3 separate regions of the Anser cygnoides genome follow, and regions 1 and 2 are each linked to region 3. A link is a contact called in public Hi-C data. All regions are on one chromosome and are shown on one strand. The core of a region is the stretch at or near the end of the contact, and the rest is flanking DNA. Distances in the headings are between cores, read along the strand shown.

Region 1 (3,368 bases), core at 28-2,527, 150 kb before region 3:
CCAGGCGCGGCCCAACCCCGCCACCTGGCGGCCGCGGCCGGGGGAGCCGGGGCCGCCAGGGAGCGCTCGGGGACCGGCCTCGCCTGGTGCCTGGCGCCCCTCCGCGGCCAGCCCCCGCCAGGTGGGAGGCATACAAATATGTTTTATTTACATATATATATAAATCCGCCTTAGCAGGAGGTAAGGAGAAGGGAGAGGCGAGGCTCAAGCCCCTCGGCTGTCCTGGTCACCTCAGAGCTCGCAGCGCCCGGCCCTTGACACTGCCGCCAGCCCCTCGCTGCCACCTCGTACAGCCCGCTGAAGCTGGCTCGGTAGCAGAGGGAAAACACACAGAATATCCCAGTGGAAAACTGGCAGGAGAAAACCTGAGGAAGCGTTTAGGTGCCCATGTGGGTGCCCCTGTCACTGAGCCCCTCTCGGTAAGGCGCCGAGAAATGGGATGTGGGTGGCTGCAGGGCTCAGGTACGCTTTCCTACACTTTCAGGACTGTAAAAGAGCTCAGGGACCAGAAATGTGGTGGCTTTCAGAGTAAATGTTTAAGGAGGAGCCCCCACAAACGTCCCCCTGGCTCTAAGGATAGGAAGCCATGGCAGCTTCGAGTCCTAGGGGCTGACTTGCACAGAGGCGCAAGGAGAGGGATCTGAAACAGGCTGGGAGCTCACAAGGTTTTTCTTGGGTGAGTTGAACAAAGGTAACAGAACACTTCCTTCCCTCAATCCTCTGATCCGTGACAGGCAAGGGGAGCAAGATACTGGTGCTGATGAAAGGAAAAGAGCATTTCATTTTACGGAGGCATAACCGAGTAAGAGACACCTTGTTCTCTTCCCCTTTCAAAACACTGGTGACAACATTTAAAACTAATTTTTTCCCCCACTGCAAAGCCAATGTCCCTTCTAGACTAAAGTAACTAACTAAACTCCTCCAAATGTATTACTTTCCATTGCTAGGAGGTCATTAGTTTACCCACAACAAAGCACATGCCCACGGTGTTGCAGCTTTATTGAGAAACGACCCTTATCCTTTGAGCCAGATTCACAAGATACGACAAAAATAACTCGTTGTTTTAACAGAGGATGCCAAAGGGTCACTGTGCTCCCCGTCAGCACATCTGAACTTGTTCACTGGCAGTTACCTCTGAGCAAATATTAAGGCTGCAAGATGTCATGCACTGGGACCCTGAATTCCTGCCACTATTCCCAGGGACGGAGTAACTCTGAGCTGAACCCAGCTTGTGAAAATACACACAGGTACAGGTACGTACACACACAGGGCTGGTATGTCAAAACAGCCAGATTTTAGGGAATCTTAATTTCTGAGAGTGTTTACTGCTAAAATACCAGAATGCACTTTTACAATCAGACTTCATGTTTCTTAAAAAAAAAAAAACACTTCCTTACAAAAAAACCAGCATGCTTAAAAGTACTGCAACACACAATCATTTCCACCATGCTGGTATCTATTCAGAGTTTCTCCCTTTACAAACACCAAAACGCTTGTGGGTATTGGTCTCCCCCCTCTTGTGTTTTTTTTTTCCCTGTTTGTTTGTTTTAATAGAGCATCAGCCAACATGGCAAAGACTTGTTCTTCAACTGCCAAAAGCATCACTCGTGCAGAAGTGATGTCAGCACTGCTTTGTTAGGAAGCTGGCCTTCTCTCTGAAGAGGCAGAACACACACATTGCCAGGTCAAGCATTAATGGCAACTATTGTTAGTTTACTCAGCCCAGCAGCGTGACAGCTCGTAAGACAAGGCAGCATCATTAAAGATGATCTGGGATCACCTCGAACTGAATCACCCCACTCAATTCTGGAGATCCATATGCCCAGGAATCCAATTCACAAACTGCAAATGACTGAGGACATCATAGAGGTAACAATACACAACAAGATCAAACCATGGCCTGTTGGGGCTCCTGTACCCCCTTCTAAGCTGACTCACCTCTACACGCACAGAACGTGGTATTCTGCAGAAAGCACTGCCCGCAAGATTGTGAACTCGATGGAAAACAGGCATTTTATAAAATCTACACTTCCAGATTTAGTAATCAACTGTCATAACAGAATTTGACACAAGAGTCTAAATCTTTTGTTATTGTGCCAAGCTACAGTTTTGTCTACTACTGTAGTTCCAATACTGCATGTAGACTCCATGGGTTTTCTGGTCAAAACTGTATTTATGATTTTAATTATTAAATCAATATTTTATTCAATTATTTCAATGAATTACCTTAGCTTCCTTAAGTACTCAAGTAGCTGAGTTCTCTGCTACCATCTACTTTGGATGAAATTACAAGAAAACTCTGAAAAAAGACCTCAGCTGGGATACACTGGAAAACATGGGGCACAGGAAACAGGAATACTGAAGTACAAATATTCTTAATTGACCAAATAAATGCCTTTTGCTGGAGGCTTGACAAGTCAGAGAACTGAAGTTTATACCTTCAATGTATGGGAACAAGTAATGACATGGCAGACCAATTTAAAAAAACAATCATGGAAATTAGCTGAAATGTAGGCCTCGGAAACCACTAAGTGAAGTACAATGTAGCACAAAGTAGTCTGGTACCACCAACCAAAGAATAACAAAAAAAATCAGCTTGGAAAGGTTCTCTATCTAGACCAACCTCCTGCTCAGATGAGGGTTAACTTCAAAATCACATCAGGTTGCTCATGGCTTTCTGAAGCAATTCAACAAGAGAAGACAGAACTCAGAATTCACAGGCACTACTGCCCTGGCAAGACCACCACAACGCTCAAGAGCACTCAGCAGAAGAATGGTGCAGACCTTACAAAGGCCTTGCAATTTAGATCAGCAAAGGCCTTACGCTTGCGATCACCTTCCAGGAACTAAAACAGAGTAAGTGATTTTCTGAAATAGCAGAAAGAAAAATAAAACATTAGATGAACTTGCAACTGGTTCCCGAAATATTTTAACTCCAGGATATGAGAAGCAGGAGAGACTGTATGGCCCATGAAAAACAGCTCCAGGAGTACAGCAGACAACTCCTCAGAACATACCTTATATTAAGTTATATTTTAAAAATTACATCACCTATTTGGCTTCTACACTCCTGGTTGGAAGCCAAGCCACAATCGCAGCTCTCCAACAGCAGTAGCCTTCAGTATGTGGCACACAGTTCCTTATACCAGCTGAAGCTCAGGCTAGCCTGAAAAATGAAAGCACAACCAAGCCTTCTCCCTTCCCGGTTGTTTTTAAGGAGGAAAGCCACATTCCCTCATTCTTCCACTGGTGAGGGCAAATAAGGCAACAGCTGAAGAGAACAAGAAGCTCAGCCCATGAAACCTTTTCAGACGGGTACAAATTGAATCTGAACTGCAGACAAAAATCAAAGTGAAAGATGACAGTGA
Region 2 (3,550 bases), core at 560-3,059, 180 kb after region 3:
AAGGAAACACAAGTTGTGTTACCTGGTAGTTTTTGAAGTTAGCGAGGATGTGTTTGATTTGTTCTGCAGCCCCTGTCATGAAAGGCTTTACTCTCTCTGGCTTGTGTTCCTCAAGTCTGGCTTTGATTCTGGGAGGAAAAAAAAAGCAAGCTTTGAAAGCACATTCTAGCCTATTGACTTCATCATGCAGCATCCCATCATAGCAGAAAGTTACCAGCAGTCACTGTTTGATCTTGTTGTGTTTCCCACCACTCCTCCAGAAAACCAACCCACAAAGTTTTCATTTTGCTAGTGAATTAGAAGAACAGTGCCTGCCACTCACATCAAACTCATTTTACTTGTGGGTTTGTGCTAGACAAAAAAAAAGTCATTTCTAGAACACCAGGAGTATTATCCATCAGCATCACAGAAAAAGCATTTTCACCTTCAATGCCAGCCCACCAAAGTCTGAGCAATAGGAACTACATTTTGAACTAGCAAACAGCTCCATCTTACACACAGCTTTGGACATTTAAGTTGTCTAGTTCAGGAAGCTCTCCTTTACCACCCCACCCCCCTCCACACAAATGTTTGGCACAGAGGAATCAAAGAAAACAACAAGGTTACAAATACTACCCAAAGCATGTGATCTGGTCTTCTACCTCAGCCAAGATAAGCTTAGATAGTCCAGTATTGATTCTTTAGAGCTTCAGTTTTGCCAAGTATTAAGACATCACCGAATTTCACAGCCAGTTTGGCACCTGCATCAGAACTAACATCTACTAAGAAAAAAAACTCAACGCTATTTTTAAGATCTGTCACCTAGGAACCCTGCAGTCCCACCCAGAGAAAAAGCCCACCCGCACTTACGCTTTCATGTAGTCCTTGATGTACTTCTTGTACGACTCTTTTGTAAAGCTGGTTTCCTGAAGATGGTGGTTTATTACTATGTCAACACCAGTTATGACCGTGGCTTCTGTTCCCTCTCCCTCAGGACCTTCAGCAGAGGCATTGCCACCAATTAGAGAGTCATCAATTTGACCCTCTGTCCTGGTGACCATCTAGATTTAGAGACATCAAAAAACTTCAAGGCTCTGCGAAAAACCTCGACACTCCTGCTCTTCTTACACATCTACGGCCTGACAGCAGGGCATGACTTCAGAGCCACAGCTAGAGGCAAGAACACAGACTGCAGCCCGAGCGGGGTGTCCCTGGGCCAGGCTCCCCTCCTGGGGCCTGGCCACAGCCCTATTACAGGCTGCGGTCCCTCTGTGTCCCCCCCAACCCCTCTGAGGCACCCCTCGAACTGCCCCCCCCCCCCCCCCCCCCCAAAAAAAAAAACAAACAAAAACCAACAAAACCCAGCCTTTTCTCCCCACCCCATCTCCCCCCCAAAAAGAAGGCCGTGGGCCCACTCACCTTCCCCTCCACTTCCAGGCACAGGCCGTTCGCCACCTCGCGGATCTTGTAGATGTCCGAGAACATCTCGTCCTCTGTGGTGAGACACACACACACACACACAGCGCCCGTCAGCCGCCGCCATTTCGGGGCCGGGCCCCCCCCCCCCCCCGCGGGCATGCGCGGCCCCGCTCCCGGCCCAGGCCCGCTCCCCGTCCCCTCACCCTCTCCCCCCTCACCCCCCCCCCCCCGTCCCCTTACGGCTGATGCAGTCCCGGTAGATGATCATGGCGGCGGCGGGGGCGAGGCGGAGGGAAGGGCAGGAGCGGCCGGAGTGCTCTGCGCGGCGGCGGCGGGCGGCGGGCGGCCGGCAGCGAGGCGGAAAGGGCCGAGTCAGCGCCTGCCGGGGCTCATATAGCGGGCACGGCCCCGGCGCGTCACCGCGCCGCATGCGCGCTCCCGCCCCCCCCTCCGCCCGCCCGCCCTCCGTACCCCGCCGCGCACGCGCGCGCGCGCCCCCCGCGCGGCCGCCATTTCGTGACACCCCCCCCCCCCCCCCCCCCTTGACGGCGATGCCCTTCGCCAAGGGGCTCGGCCGTGTTTTGAAAATAACAATAAACGGTCATAATAATTAAATTATAATAATTTAATTAAATTATAATACTTAAATAAAATAATGATTGAGAGGTTGTTAGGCTCCTCCTACCACTACTTTTCCCTTTTCCCTCAGATACGTCGGTTTGCACACAGACACGCCATTTCTTGTTGATGGACTGACTGGGGAAAGAGAGAAAAATGTTGTTTTTCTTCCAAGGATTAGGCGCAGCAGTCAGGCTGAGGTGAAAGGCAGGATAATAAGGGCAGTAATGCTGCCCTAGGCTTTGTTTTACCACCCTTGCGCACACCTCCATGCATCACCTTATCTCCATCAAAATAAATGTAGACCTCCCTTGAGCCCTGATTCTTAGGGGACATTGACAAAAAACCTTCAGAAGACATCATGGGACTTAAAACACCTAATGCTGCCAACAGTCCCAGACGTGACAGAGATATCGGAATCACAGAATTGATATACGGAATAGCAGGGCACAGGATGCAATTCTTTGTCCCTCATCCTCCTCACAGGATGCACTTCTCTGTCCCTCACCCTCCTCAGGCAGTAAATTACTCATTGCTTTCTTTGTGGGGGTCAGAAGAGCTCCTCTTTATATCTCCTCCTCCTCCCCTGCTATCCCTTCCTTTGCTCCATATATCAGTGCCTTTTATTTTTTCTTTCATTCCTTTTTTCTTTTTTTTTTTTTAATTTTTTTTAGATGGTCTAGCTGCTTACATAATCTGAATTTATAAGTGGTTGTTCTCCACCATGTTTTGCTTTCAAGACTACTACGGCCACTTCAGACCTGAGGAAGGGGCTTCTGCCCCCAAACTTGTGTTTTTAATCGGTGTCAGATGGCCTGATAAGAACTATTCCCTTTCTTTGCGAGCCTTGCCACAGTGGAAAAAGAGCAGCTTACATCTTTAGCAGTGGGCTGAGTGACGGGAGAACATTTGGCTCCTTCTCCGCAGCTTAATATGCAGCTAAAAACATCCACTTTGTAGGTGTGCGTCGGCTTGGTTTCATTTTGAAGAGATTGTTCTAGAAAAAAATGAATATTTCTATAGTAGCATCGAAACCTCGTATAAATTCGGTGACTGCCTGTTTACTGGAGTCAGGGTAGAAACCCTCTGGCACTCCTGGTAGAGTAAATGGACCTCCAGGTGGCTTTTCCTGCAGCTCTACATTCAGACTTGCAGCCATGAAATGGGAGATTTTTGTTTAAAATGCATCAGTTAAATAGGTCAAGGCTCCTGTGTGAACACCTATTTGATGTGGAGTTAAGCTAAATCAACATCGAATTTTAAAAGCTTTAAATGAAACTAGGAGCGTTGACAAGGTTTTGCACCCTTTTAACCTGAGTTGCTTCTAAAACTGATTTAAACGCAGACAACTGTGAATAAATCCTGGGACTAATCCTGGTGATATTTAAATTGCTTTAGGCTTTGCTGCGGTCTAACCCGGGTGGGCAGCTCAGCACCACCCAGCCGCTCGCTCGCTCACTTCTCCCACAGTGGGAAGGGGCAGTGAATCAGGAAGGTAAAAGTGTGAGAACCCGTGGGTTGAGATAAAGACAGT
Region 3 (3,041 bases), core at 142-2,641:
CCCCAAATAAAGATGGAAATAAGCCCTCCTTGCAAAAAAAAGTCCCATGGACCCTCCTGCAGGTTCTCTCTACGTATCCTCCCCAGAAAAGCAGAAATCAAACTGAGTTTCTCATCCATACTGAGGGGTAATGAGATTCCCAGTGGGAGGGAGGACTAAGGAGCACCCCAGTCATTACACGGGTCATCGCTCGGGGATTGGAAAGCACTTGAACTATTTGGAGGCACAGCCTGGCCCCGCCTCACGGCTAGCTCGCTGAGCTCAGTAGCATGGCAACATGACGGAGCCGTGCCTCTCCAAGCTAATACCGCGTGGAGAGATTAACTGCAAACAAACAGCAACAATAACGGGCTCATTGAAATGCAGGGAGAGCCCGGCTGGAGCTGAGACGCTTCCACCGCCGTGAAATACCCCTCTGGCCCGCCGCTTCGAGCTTCTCCTCGGGCTGCTGGTCCGGGTGCCCCAGCATTGCCCAGTCCCACGTAGTCCCCCATTACGTGGTGGTCGCCGGCAGCTCCACACCTTGCCGACAGCAGCGTTGTGGGATGGTGGGACGAGGGCAGGGAAGTCCTCAAACTGGCCCGAAGCTGGGGCAGGAGAAGGGGAACGGGAAGGGGGTGAGATGCTGGAGGCAGGTGGCGAGATGAGGTGCAACTGCCAGCAGAGCTTCTGCAAGAGGCTGACCGACACACCACACAGAGGGGACTCGTCCCCTCCTCCTCCCCGCAGGCCCCCAGCACAAGTTACACAAGGCCAAACTTCAGATGTTTCTATTTTAAGAGAAACCAGGGAGGCTGGCAACTGCAAAATGAAAACGAGGGGAGGGAAGAAGTTGTCTAGCAAAATTAGCAACACATTTTCCTCCCTGCCTTCCAGAGTGCATGCCCCCTTCCAGCAAGCTGGGGTCTGCGCAGCATAAATTATTCCTGTCTAAATTTGAGCCTGTGCTGTTGTTCCTGCCAAGTGTTTACACTTGAAGGCCGTATTTTTTCAGGCGCAGATGACACTGGGTGACATGTGTCATCACAGTGCGTGTCCTTGAGAAATATGTGCTGTGCGATTGCTCTGATGTCCTCCAGGACGTGCTGCTCTCATGTGCGGAGACAGCGGTCGGAAGGTCTTGGTCAAGAGACTACTCAACGGGTCCGCCGTGCCAAAGCTGGATTAGGAGCTGGTGAAGCTTCCCGCTGCCAAGTGTCACTGAGTTCACAGATCACCGCAGAGCTGTGCGTGCCTTTGACTCGTACAGATAAGGTCTCTGGGCACCTTCTCCCTCAGATATCTCTGCGTTGTTGCTTCCCTCATGAATGAGAGCTGCCCCTCGCACTGCAGTCTGTAAGGCCACAAATTCATCCTCTGTCGCGGGTTCCTTAACATCCTGAAGCTGCTTCAGGTGTGCTCCTCGCAGCACAGCAGCACTAGCCATGGCCCTAAGGGCAAACAGAGGTGCCAGCTTGTGCTAAAATATTCGGTGGCTATTTTCATGTTCCCAAACTCACATTCCTGTTCACCCTTTTTGGCCACATGCAGCACCGAGACTGGAGTGCTTCGAAAAGACTAGGTGATCCCTTTATCGCTCGCATTCAGATTTCTGATCAACAGTGTGATCAACAAACTCAACAATTCGATGGCTGTGCAGGTCTATTTTGGTTGTGCCAAGTAGCAGCCTTTTATGGCTGGGGATGTGGCAACTCTATCCTGTGATCAAAACAAAGATCTCTGAGTTGGGCAAGCTCATCTGGCTCCTAATCAGCTTTGGCCTTTACCCCCTCGTAGGTCTCTGCCCGCTCTGAAGCATGCGGATTAAAATAAACAGTACATTTAAAGAGAAATCTTTGTGCCCCCTGGTACGGGGAAATGTTTTAAGTCACTGTCTTAAGCCCCGGCATGTCAAGGTTGGAAATGTTTTCGTTTCATTGTTCTGGCTCCCTATGGCCAAAGTCAACAACAGGCTGATGTGAGGGTTTGATATATGGCAGCCCAGCATGATCTCATCGTTGGGAGGTCATGGGATTAGTGCATAAAACGGTCAGATATGATTAATATTAGGCAGTACGCCTGAGCAGAGATGTAGGGTCTGTCACTGTGACTACGGATGGAAAGCCCAAGCTGGACGAAGGTCAGGCAGGGCATCGTGACTTTCCATGCAGTCAAAACCAGAGACCTCCTACCCCATGTGGTGCTACTGGAAGAAGAAAGCCACTTGTCCCAAAACGCCTCTCAGGGCCACCCGTCCACCCCACACACCCATCTGCTCCAGCAGCAGGCAGCAAATGGAGGAGCACACCTGGGCTGGGGGGCTGGCTTCTGCTGGCCTCTGCTATTTTTACGCAGTGGCTGTGAAAGCTTCCAGAATGAGACGCATGGCCACAATTAAACTGAGCGCATCTAATAGCAAACTATATCACAAATTGCAAAGCAAAACCACTTCATATTTCCATGGGGCTTGCAGGAAAAATAGCTCCAATTAATGAGGTGCATTGTAGACTTGTTTATATTCAGCCAACTCTGTTCAAGCAACAAATTATCTGTGCATGAATATGAGGCCAAATTCACCCTGTAATTTTTCATTTAGCCTTATTTTACAGCATGGGCTCTTCCACTGAGTTATTCGTGGAGCAAAACCTCCCTGGTTCCTTCCCTGTCCTCACTCACAAACTCCAGAGGCCTTGACAAGCGTTGCGCACACAACACACCATGCACAGACACTGCTTGGTAGTACCTGCTCCCAGCTTCAGAGCCAACCAGCAGAGGACTCAGTCATCTTTCTGACTTGGTTTGCTTCTCCCTGGACTCGTTAATCTCAGAATCACAGGATCACAGATGGCTGAGTCCGACAGGGGGCTCTGGAGGCCCCCGTCTCCAAGCCCTGCTCCAGCAGGGTCCCCCAGCGCAGGGTGCCCAGGACCCCATCCAGGTGGCTTTTGAAGATCACCAAGGAGGAGACCCTACAGCCCCTCTGGGCAGCCTGGGCCAGTGCTCAGTCATCTGCACAATAAAGAATCGCTTCTTGATGTTTAAACAGAACCTATTGTGTTCCA

Evidence for each region. A called contact is a pair of places that touch in the nucleus more often than the background predicts.
Region 1: a contact with region 3 is called in a Hi-C map of liver, with 2.9 times the contacts expected there. The contact joins two enhancer-like sites. A contact is called at or near these places in 3 of 7 Hi-C or Micro-C datasets (granulosa cells and liver).
Region 2: a Hi-C map of liver shows a contact between it and region 3, with 3 times the contacts expected there. The contact joins the promoter of TPT1 here to the enhancer-like site in region 3. A contact is called at or near these places in 2 of 7 Hi-C or Micro-C datasets (both in liver).

The regions. Positions count from the first base shown.
Region 1 is chr1:181,351,869-181,355,236 of Taihu_goose_T2T_genome, forward strand. All of the region lies in intron 2 of TSC22D1 (TSC22 domain family member 1), which reads right to left. Among named protein-coding and RNA genes, the nearest start is that of TSC22D1, 59 kb to the right of the region's middle. Within about 2 kb of position 1,278, at least 2 of the 3 cell types and tissues checked have open chromatin away from gene starts, as enhancers often do. A contact at or near this core is called in liver, where this site is marked.
Region 2 is chr1:181,677,763-181,681,312 of Taihu_goose_T2T_genome, forward strand. TPT1 (tumor protein, translationally-controlled 1) reads right to left here and starts at 1,810. Exons shown (of 6, transcript XM_066988516.1): 1 at 1,639-1,810; 2 at 1,399-1,472; 3 at 850-1,040; 4 at 23-128. The coding sequence starts at 1,666.
Region 3 is chr1:181,501,335-181,504,375 of Taihu_goose_T2T_genome, forward strand. No RefSeq gene overlaps it. Among named protein-coding and RNA genes, the nearest start is that of NUFIP1, 40 kb to the right of the region's middle. Within about 2 kb of position 1,392, at least 1 of the 3 cell types and tissues checked has open chromatin away from gene starts, as enhancers often do. A contact at or near this core is called in liver, where this site is marked.